Linked DNA regions of Mus musculus: region 2 is linked to region 1. A link is a contact called in public promoter capture Hi-C data. All regions are on one chromosome and are shown on one strand. Each heading gives the region's core, a stretch centred on a gene start, on an enhancer-like site or on the middle of the called end of the contact. The rest is flanking DNA. Distances are from core to core; before and after follow the strand shown.

Evidence for each region. Promoter capture Hi-C pulls out the DNA fragments that hold promoters and counts their contacts.
Region 2: a contact with region 1 is called in a promoter capture Hi-C map of hippocampal neurons, with 4 times the contacts expected there. The contact joins the promoter of Ppcdc here to the promoter of Peak1os in region 1.

What each region holds. Positions count from the first base shown.
Region 1 is chr9:56,239,081-56,243,420 of GRCm38.p6, forward strand. It overlaps Peak1os (a long non-coding RNA gene), which reads left to right and starts at 2,264. Exons shown (of 6, transcript XR_003948326.1): 1 at 2,264-3,961; 2 at 4,045-4,340. Peak1 (pseudopodium-enriched atypical kinase 1) reads right to left here. Exons shown (of 7, transcript NM_172924.3): 5 at 2,080-2,264.
Region 2 is chr9:57,438,130-57,442,469 of GRCm38.p6, forward strand. Ppcdc (phosphopantothenoylcysteine decarboxylase) reads right to left here and starts at 1,985. Exons shown (of 7, transcript NM_176831.5): 1 at 1,941-1,985. It overlaps Scamp5 (secretory carrier membrane protein 5), which reads right to left. Exons shown (of 7, transcript NM_020270.3): 7 at 3,198-4,340.

The DNA.
Region 1 (4,340 bases), core at 1,014-3,513:
ATAGGTATTTACTTTTGAGGTAGGGTCTCATGTAGGTCAGTCTGGCCTGACAGTCACAACTCTGTAGCTGAGGATGACAGGGACTTCCTGGGCTGTCTACCTCCATTTACAAAGTGCCAGGATCAAGGCACGTGCCACTGTGCTCACTTTCTCTCTCTCTCTCTCTCTCTCTCTCTCTCTCTCTCTCTATTTTTTATTTTTGGCGGGGGAGGAAACTTTTTATGAAGCAGAGGGTAATCTAAAGATCACAGTTAGGTTCCTGGCTTAGGCTCCCAAGGGCTGGGATTCCAGATGTAAGATGTCACACCCAGTAGCAAATAGAAATTTTAGGAAGAGTTGCTGTATGGTATTCCCAACAATTGTGATAAGTGTTACCGAGGCTGTTATAAAAGAAATTTTCGCATAGCAAAGATATCTACTCATATAATTCCTGATATGCTATTTTAGGGCATGAAGTAAGTAAAAACTTCATCTTACAATGTACTTCTAAAAATATAAAGGGATGAGAAAAGTCCAATAAACCATTCAACTATAAAGTTTACTGGAACTGCAGTTAGAAATCTTTTCTTGTGGAACATAATTTCAAGTCCTTGAGGGTTGTTCTGACTGAGTCTCTCAGACATTAGAGTAGTTCTCCTATGGCTTCAATCTTTTGGACTTATAAGTTAAGAGACCTGTTATTTTCAATTTTTAAGCATACTAGCTGATTCTGATAGCACTTTTCCTTAAAATAACATGATGGAGGAAAAAGACAAAACAAGGAGATGAGAAACTAGGTCCTTCAGAAACATACTCCAGCAGTTTCTACACAGGATCAGTGGTTCCTAAACAGGGGTCAGTGGTTCATGAGAATCTGGCGGGCACATGATCCTCAAGCAGTCCTTGCTGCTCACGTCTTCCCCACAGGAGATAAGCACCAACCCCCCTTATGCTATTCCAGGTTTTCCTTTTCAGAAGGAAAGAAACTGTGATACTCGAGGGAGGGAGATCACCCAGAAGTCACTGGGAATTGCAGTGAAGAAAGTAGAGACCTGAGGAAGCTCTGCAGACACTTCTGAAACAATCCTGTTTAGTCTCTTTGCATGTTCTCACTATCACAGGTCTGTGACACAGGCTGTCAGCCCCTGCTCAAACACCTCCAACCATAAGACTCATACTACGAGTCTGCTGATACAGGTCAGAAATCCCACCCTTCACATTATTCAATCCTGTGTATATTTTGCCCTGAAATACTCCTTCAGTTTGTCCACTGTTCTTTCTCCCTACCTTGACTGAGGTCCCCCTCATCCTGTCATGTAGTCCTGCAGTACCTGCTACCAAACACCACAGCCTATGTGAACCCATTCTGATTCATGTCATTCTGTCTTCTCGAAGCCCTTTTATGGGTCACTATCACAAATAACAAAAGGTCTAAGATTTTAACCTGAAATACATCTTATCTAATGCTCCACATTGCAGCAACCTCAATGGCTGTGGCACCAAGCTATTCTGTATCTCCATCTTCTTGTTCACTTGTTGCCTCTGTCTGGAACATTCTTTCTTCTCTTTGACAGTGAGTTAAATCAGCTCAGGAATGATTTCCGGGAAGGCTTCTTTTGACATTCTTCTTTGTGTAACATGGAAATATTCCATGTGTGTTTCCGCAATTGTATTTATCACATTATACTGAATACACGCTCCCTTCTTCTCTTCAGGTTGAATCCTTCAAGGCAAGGTCTACATCAGCACAAGGCACAGGGCTCATGGGGCAGGCATTTAAAATAAGCCTAGGACCGGGCGTGGTGGTGTATACCTTTAATCCCAGCACTCAGGAGGCAGAGGCAGGCAGATTTCTGAGTTCAAGGCCAGCCTGGTCTACAAAGTGAGTTCCAGGACAGCCAGGGCTACACAGAGAAACCCTGTCTCAAAAAACCAAAAAAACAAAAAACAAACAAACAAACAAACAAACAAAAAAACCCAAAAAAAGCCTAGTAAAACCTGAATGTTATGTTTTGAAACAAATGTAGATTTATAACTCTAATGGTGTTACTGTACATAAAGACGCGGCTTAGGTACTATCTATATAACCTTTGTACTTACCTAGGTTGCTGTAGGTTGCACTGCAGGGACTCACGTCAGTAGGATCCAAAGTGTCATCTTTTTCTTCTTCCCTTTCCAGGTCAGGTGGAGGCAGTGTTGGTGTGACTGAAGTGCCATCTTGCTTCCCAGCAGGAGTTCTTGGATCCCGAGGAGAAAGTTCTCCTGCCACTTCATGGGTCACACGACTGAAACAAATAAGACAGTCCATCAAATTTGTATTCAAAAGTTCTATTAACATTTAGATTTATAGAGCAGGGTGTGGTGGCACAGGTCTTTAATCCCAGCACTTGGGAGGCAGATGCAGGTGTATAGCTTGGTGAGTTCCAGGCCAGCTTGGTTTATATAGTAAGTTCCAGGATAGTCAGAGCTAACTAGAAAGGATCTGAGACCTTCATACCTGGTCATTAAACCTACATGTTTGCTTGTTTTTCTTTTTTAAAGGAAGAATAGGTAACAATAAAATCGAATGAATGCTTAACTGATTAAAGGGAAAGACTCAAGACTTTTGTAAATCAGTTGCTGTATTTACGGTATTTACTATATTCCCTAATAGTACTCTACTACTATAGTAAGTACCACACGTTGCTTTACTTAGCACATAGTATGTGCTACATGTTAAAATATTTACTGAGGTATTTAGAAAGAACTAGGAGTAAAATTGTGATTATATTATGTGATGAAAGGATAAGTTAATGCCAGGTAGACAGAAGGGTCAGTTCTCATCTACATGGTACAGGAGGAAGGGAAATGGAAAAGAAAGCTTAACTCTTTAGCTGACTCTCCTCGAGGAAAACGAGTCTGGAGCATCCTGCTGGTCACGAGGCAGTTAAAGGTCAAGCTTTCTTTTTTCTGCCACTGCCAGCTCACTTACTTTTAGCTTTCTCTTCCCAGTCTCCCCACTCCCGATGAAAACTGTCAACTCTATGGTTATGAAGTACAAGATGATCAAATGGTCACTAACTGCTGGAGAATAAGATGGCCAAGTTGGCCAATCGCAAGTTGCTGGCCAATGAAATATATTCAAGAAGTGTTCTGAGACCATCAAATCCCACCATATTCTTTCTGATTTCCTTCTGGACAAAGAGAAACGAGGATAAGAAACTTTTTGGGGGGTGGGGCGGGGTTGGGGTCCATTCATGGATGTCTGTCTTCAGGACAGAGGATGACACCAACAGTTCTCAATGACTGCTCCTGCTCTTTTGAAGCAGGTTCTCTCCCTGAACCTATGCCTCACGGATGGCCTAGACCGGATGTCCTTCTAGGAACCCACTACATCTGACTGTGGAGGTAGAACGCTGAAGCTTTCACACTCTTTCCTCTCAAAGAAGAAAGGCCATTTTAGTTACACAAAACGTGCTGCCTTGAAACTAGAAGTAGTTTACATTAACTTTCACCCAGCAAAGAGAACTTACTTTTTCCTTCAGTATGTGTATAACTGCTCAGTAGTGTGCCCCTCTGCCTCCCGCAGTGGCTTGGAAGTGTCACTTCACTTTGGCTGTATGGAGGTGAGGGGCCAAGCTCCTTGTTATCATGCCCTTACGATGTCCCCTCTAAGGAGAAACCATCTTTGTGTGGCAGGCCTGGTTTTTAAATTTAATTTAATTTTTTTTCCTTTGATGACTACAGTAGCCCACTGAGAAGAGGCAGCATGTTTACACAGACTGCCCTGCTGACTGCTGGAGGAGAAATTCCCTCCCACTTCTCCAGTTCCCAAGAGCCAGAGCCCATAATGGAACTTCTAGTTCACTCGGCACTGCTGGTTTAAAGAAAGACTTCAGGCTCTGTTGGCTTGGAAACAGTATTTCTGAAGTTGTGCAGCCAGCAGATTTCAAGACTTATATTTCTGTCCAGATACACGCATAACTTCTAAAATTAAAGGCTGGTAAGAAGGTACTCCTTCAGATTACCTCCTTAAACCTGCACTTGATGTATGCTTTAATGACACAGATGTAAAATCTCTTACAGAAACTTGTGGGCTGGAGAGACTACTCAGTTGATTAAGTACTTACTGTGCAAGGAAAGGACGTGCATCAGATGCTCAGAACCCATAAACATTTGCACACAGGTGGGACGTCCCAGGCTACGAGGGCAGAGAAAAGCACTGGACTTGCTGACCACCTCTGGGCTGTTACAGGTTTGTAATCTCAGCTCTTCTGGAGGCTAAAACAAAAGGATTCCTTCCAATTCAAGGCCTGCCTGGGCTCCATTGTGACTGCAAGGCTAGCCTGGGCAATGGAGCAAAGCTGCCTCAGAATAAAAGT
Region 2 (4,340 bases), core at 735-3,234, 1.2 Mb after region 1:
GAAACCTGCGCCTTCTCTCTCCTTCAGAGAGACACAAAGATCCTCTGCTTATGTAATAAGTATAACTTCCAAAACACAGTAGCCAGAGAGAAACTTTTGCACACGTAGAAACGGTCCCTATCTGTGCTTCTTCCTAGCTGGTTAACAACGCCCCTTCTGATGCTTCAGAGCACGGATTTTCCTGCACACTTCCTTTAGCTCTGGCAGACAGTTAAGATGGTAGACCACCCTCCATCTTAACCACAGAGCCCACTGGTTCAGACCAAGATAAGGCTGTACATGTTTGCATTCCCTGACCTATCATGCTGGTCCAGAAGTGTCCAGCATTATAATATCTGAACATTATAATATCTGATTCTCTCCCACCACTACTGACCCTCCCAAGAAAAAAACAAAAAACAAGCTTATTTTATCACATGGTGCAATGTTCCCTTTCAACCTCCAGAGTCGAGCTTGAGTCACTCTTGGCCATCCTTGGACTTCAGATTAATTTTTCTTCCCACCCTCATAGACTGAGGTACACATACAAGGGATACACTTGATGCGCTGGCTACCTAGACCAGTCTTATATTCTAAGCTGCATATGCAGGGAACAATTTTTTTTCATATTTTTACTTGACCTTTATTATAACCACAGAACTTACACTTAGTCTTATGTATATTTCAAGAAAAAGTAGGGTTTGGTGGCACATGCCTTTAATCCCAGCACTTGGAATGCAGAAACAAACAGATTTCTAGGAGTTGAGATTCGAACATACTAAGTCCTGTAGCTAGGGCTACACAGTGAGACCCTGAGAGGGAGAGGGAGGGAGGAGAGGGAGGGAAAGAGAAAAAAACGAGGGGGAGAATGGAGGGGAAGGGAGAGAGAAATTTAAGAGAGACACAGAGAGAACACATACACAGCAGAGAAAGAGGCCTCTGTGTGAGACTATAATTCTCTCAGTTTAATCAAGGACAAAGTATAAAATTTCCATGTATACCTACCAGTAATAGAATGGGCAAGAATGTAGCCAAGAAAATGTGACCACAGGATACGGGCAAGACTGTAGCCAAGAAAGTGTGACCACACTGCACCTAAGGAATGCTGGTTGCAGCCAAAATGTTTGGCTTTCCAATGGATGTCTCAAACCGGAAGTAGGCATGTTTGCCTCTAAAGTTACTGCAGTTTCATCTGTACACCTCTTGAGGACACGTGTCAGGAAGATACATCACAGCCTTGCTGGTTCCCAGCTGCTAGAAAGAAGCAGAAGACCCCAGCTCCCAAACACGCATCACTTCCTGCAGCTGGGAATCTCTCCTGCCCACTATCTAGTTCTGGCTTCCAATATTCCAAACGTCGGTGACGGTGACATTTTTTTTTCTGACAAAAACTGCTCTAACTCTAATTTGAAATGCCACTCGGCAAGTTTAGGGTTTAAGCATCTAAATACTGCCAGCGTTCTCCTTTCTCTCGTTTATGATTATAAAATACAATTTGAGGCACGTTGGCTCAGCAAGGTAGCTTGCAGACAAGTCTGAGGCCCTGAATGAGGGCGGGACTTACAGGGTAGAACTGAGTCCTGCAGGTCGTCCTATGACCTCAACACGCACGCTGTGACAGCCACCCCTCTTACAAAATAAACGTAATTTAAAAAAAAAAAAAAAAGTTTGTATTTCGGGGCGGTCCTAAATCTTTGGGAGGGGGGCACCTTATGCTGCAGTTTTTCAAAGGTAAGCGTCAAGTGTGGGTGTCTTTTAAACTAAGGATAGAGCATGATATCTGCGGGCACCGGTGCAGCTGCATAGCCCCCAATTCTGAGACTGGAGTCACACCTATAGCCCCACATCTGACACATTACACATGGACCTTCACGCGGACCCACAGCGACCAGAGGAGCTTCTCCCACCGCCCCACCCGGCGGCACCACCGACACAGCTTTCCCGCCCCTTCCACTGCTCACCAGCTCCAGGATACCCGCAAGTATCGCGGTATCTAGGCGCCTTTCCGGCTCTAAATGACTCCAGAGAAAGCGAGTGATCGCATGGCCTTCTGGGAGTCGTGGTCTATTTCTGTGGCTTCTGGGAGTTGTAGTCATTGGGGCTCCCTGTGCAAGGCTAAAGCCACATTAGGCAGGGGAGCCGCGACATTGAAAGGCTCACTTTGAGCAATCTTTTTCTTTTTTTCTTTTTTTTCTTTCTTTCTTTCTCTCTCTCTCCCTCTTTCTCTTTCTTTCCTTCTTTCTTTTTCTTTTTCTTTCCTTCCTTTTCTTTCTTTTTCTTTTCTTTCTCTCTTTCTTTCTTTCTTTCTTTCCTTTCTCTCTCTCTTTCAATAACTGGCATGTCTGAAACTTAGAACTCTGCCAGCTTCTGCCTCATAAGTGCTGGGATCAAAGGGGTGTGCTACCGTGCCCATTGCTACTTGAGAGGAATCTTGAGAGATGACCATCACAGAGGATCTAGACAACATTCTTAGAGAGCACATCTTTGGCAAAGCCTAGGCACATTCGAATCGTTGTAGTCATTACCCTGCAGCAATCAGAAATTTCAAGAACTTACATGTTCATTGAGCCCACTCAATCAGCTTCAAGAGACCCACCATGGGAGCTAAGGAAGGCCAGTCTTCTAGTCCTAACACTAAGGGCTATGGTGGTTTGAATATGCTTAGCCCAGGGAATTAGGAACAATTAGGAAGTATGGCCTTGTTGGAGTGGGTGTGGCCTTGTTGGAGGAAGTGTGTCACTGTGGGGGTGGGCAAATATATCTTCCTAGCCACCTGAGGCCAGTCTTCTCTTGACTGCCTTTGGAATAAGTTATAGAACTCTCAGCTTCTGTAGCACCATGACTGCTTGGATGCTGCCATACTTCCCGCCTTGACAATACTGGACTGAGCCTCTGAACTTGCAAGCCAGTCTCAGTTAAATGTTATCCTTTTATAACAGTTGCCTTGGTCGTGGTGTCTCTTCACAGCAATGGAAACCCTAAGTCACAGACACAGTCAGGCCATGCGCCTCACTCAGTGTTACAGGCCACTCCTATTTCCTAACTGGTAGTTGTGGCAACTACTTCATGGCCTACTCAGGGCTGCTTCAGAGGAAGGATCACAAAATACATGGTTTTTGGCATCACAGATCCACTCAACTCAATTCCACAACCCTGCTTCACATCCCACATCAAGGCTTCATTGAGACCCACATGGAGACAAGTAACACAGAGGGACATACAGGGTCAAATGATCCCTTTATTATATTCATCCAGTTACACAGATAGACACTGGCTCGGGCAGGTCAACTGCCAATGAGGGGATAGTTTGTGTCTCTCAGAAACAAGGGGCAGTGGGCACCAGGAGAATGCAAAAGCAGGTCACTGGCTGGCGACAGACAGGAGGACTCCCAGCATCCACCAGGCCCTCCCACCCCTCAAGCAAACCATCTGTGCCCGGCCCCATCTCTCTCACTCTCTCCTCATCAAAGTGCATAGTTGCCTGAAGATGCAGCATCCCAGTGCCTGAGCAGCTGGGCCAGACACTGGTGACAGGCTTTCCCAAGGGCAGTGCCAGGCATGGCCAATAGGTGTGAGCCAGGAAAGAGGAGAGGCCGATAGGACAGGAAGTTGACTGGGGGTAACACCCAACAGCTGTGGATGCTAGGCTGGCAGCTGGATCACAGCTTTCCTGGAAGTAACAGAGGACTAAGAGAAAGGGAGCTGGGAGAAGGGAAGAGGAGGAAGAGCCTAGCCCTAGAATCTCTCAGGGTAGCAGGAGCTATGACAACTGCTCTCCATAGAGAAAACAGTAGGGGAGAGAATCAACTAAGCCTAGGGAGTCAACAGGAAAGGAACTTTCCAGACACTCTTGGATTCTCTTACAAGGAAGAAGCTGAAAAATCAAAGCTCAAGGTGGCCTGAAACCAAGTCTTAGGGTCCAAGGCAAACCAATGTGGTATGGTTTTCCAGTCTCCCTAGCCTAGGTGGGTTTCTGTTGCAAGGAGATGAGAAACAGCCAGCTGCTCCTTGGTAAGGCCTACCCACCTCAGGCCTCATGCAGAGGAATAAGATACCAGACAATGTCCACACCCTGCTTGAAAGATACAGTCCCAGGAACTAAGATCAGTCTAGAGAGAGATGAGGGTTCTAAGAGAACTAAGGAAAGGCCTGGAATCGAATCCTGTCGTTCTCGTGAATGGAAGAGGAGGGAAGGACAGAACACTAAACTAAAAACTAAAGGCAGAGCCATCCTGCCCTTCCTCCTGCCAACCAGGAATCCTACTCAGGACATTGTGCTTGCAGCTTGAACTGGGCCTGGGAGCATCTCTGCAGAATGTGTCCTGTAGCCAGGACAAGGGAGACTGGAGAGGTGAACTACC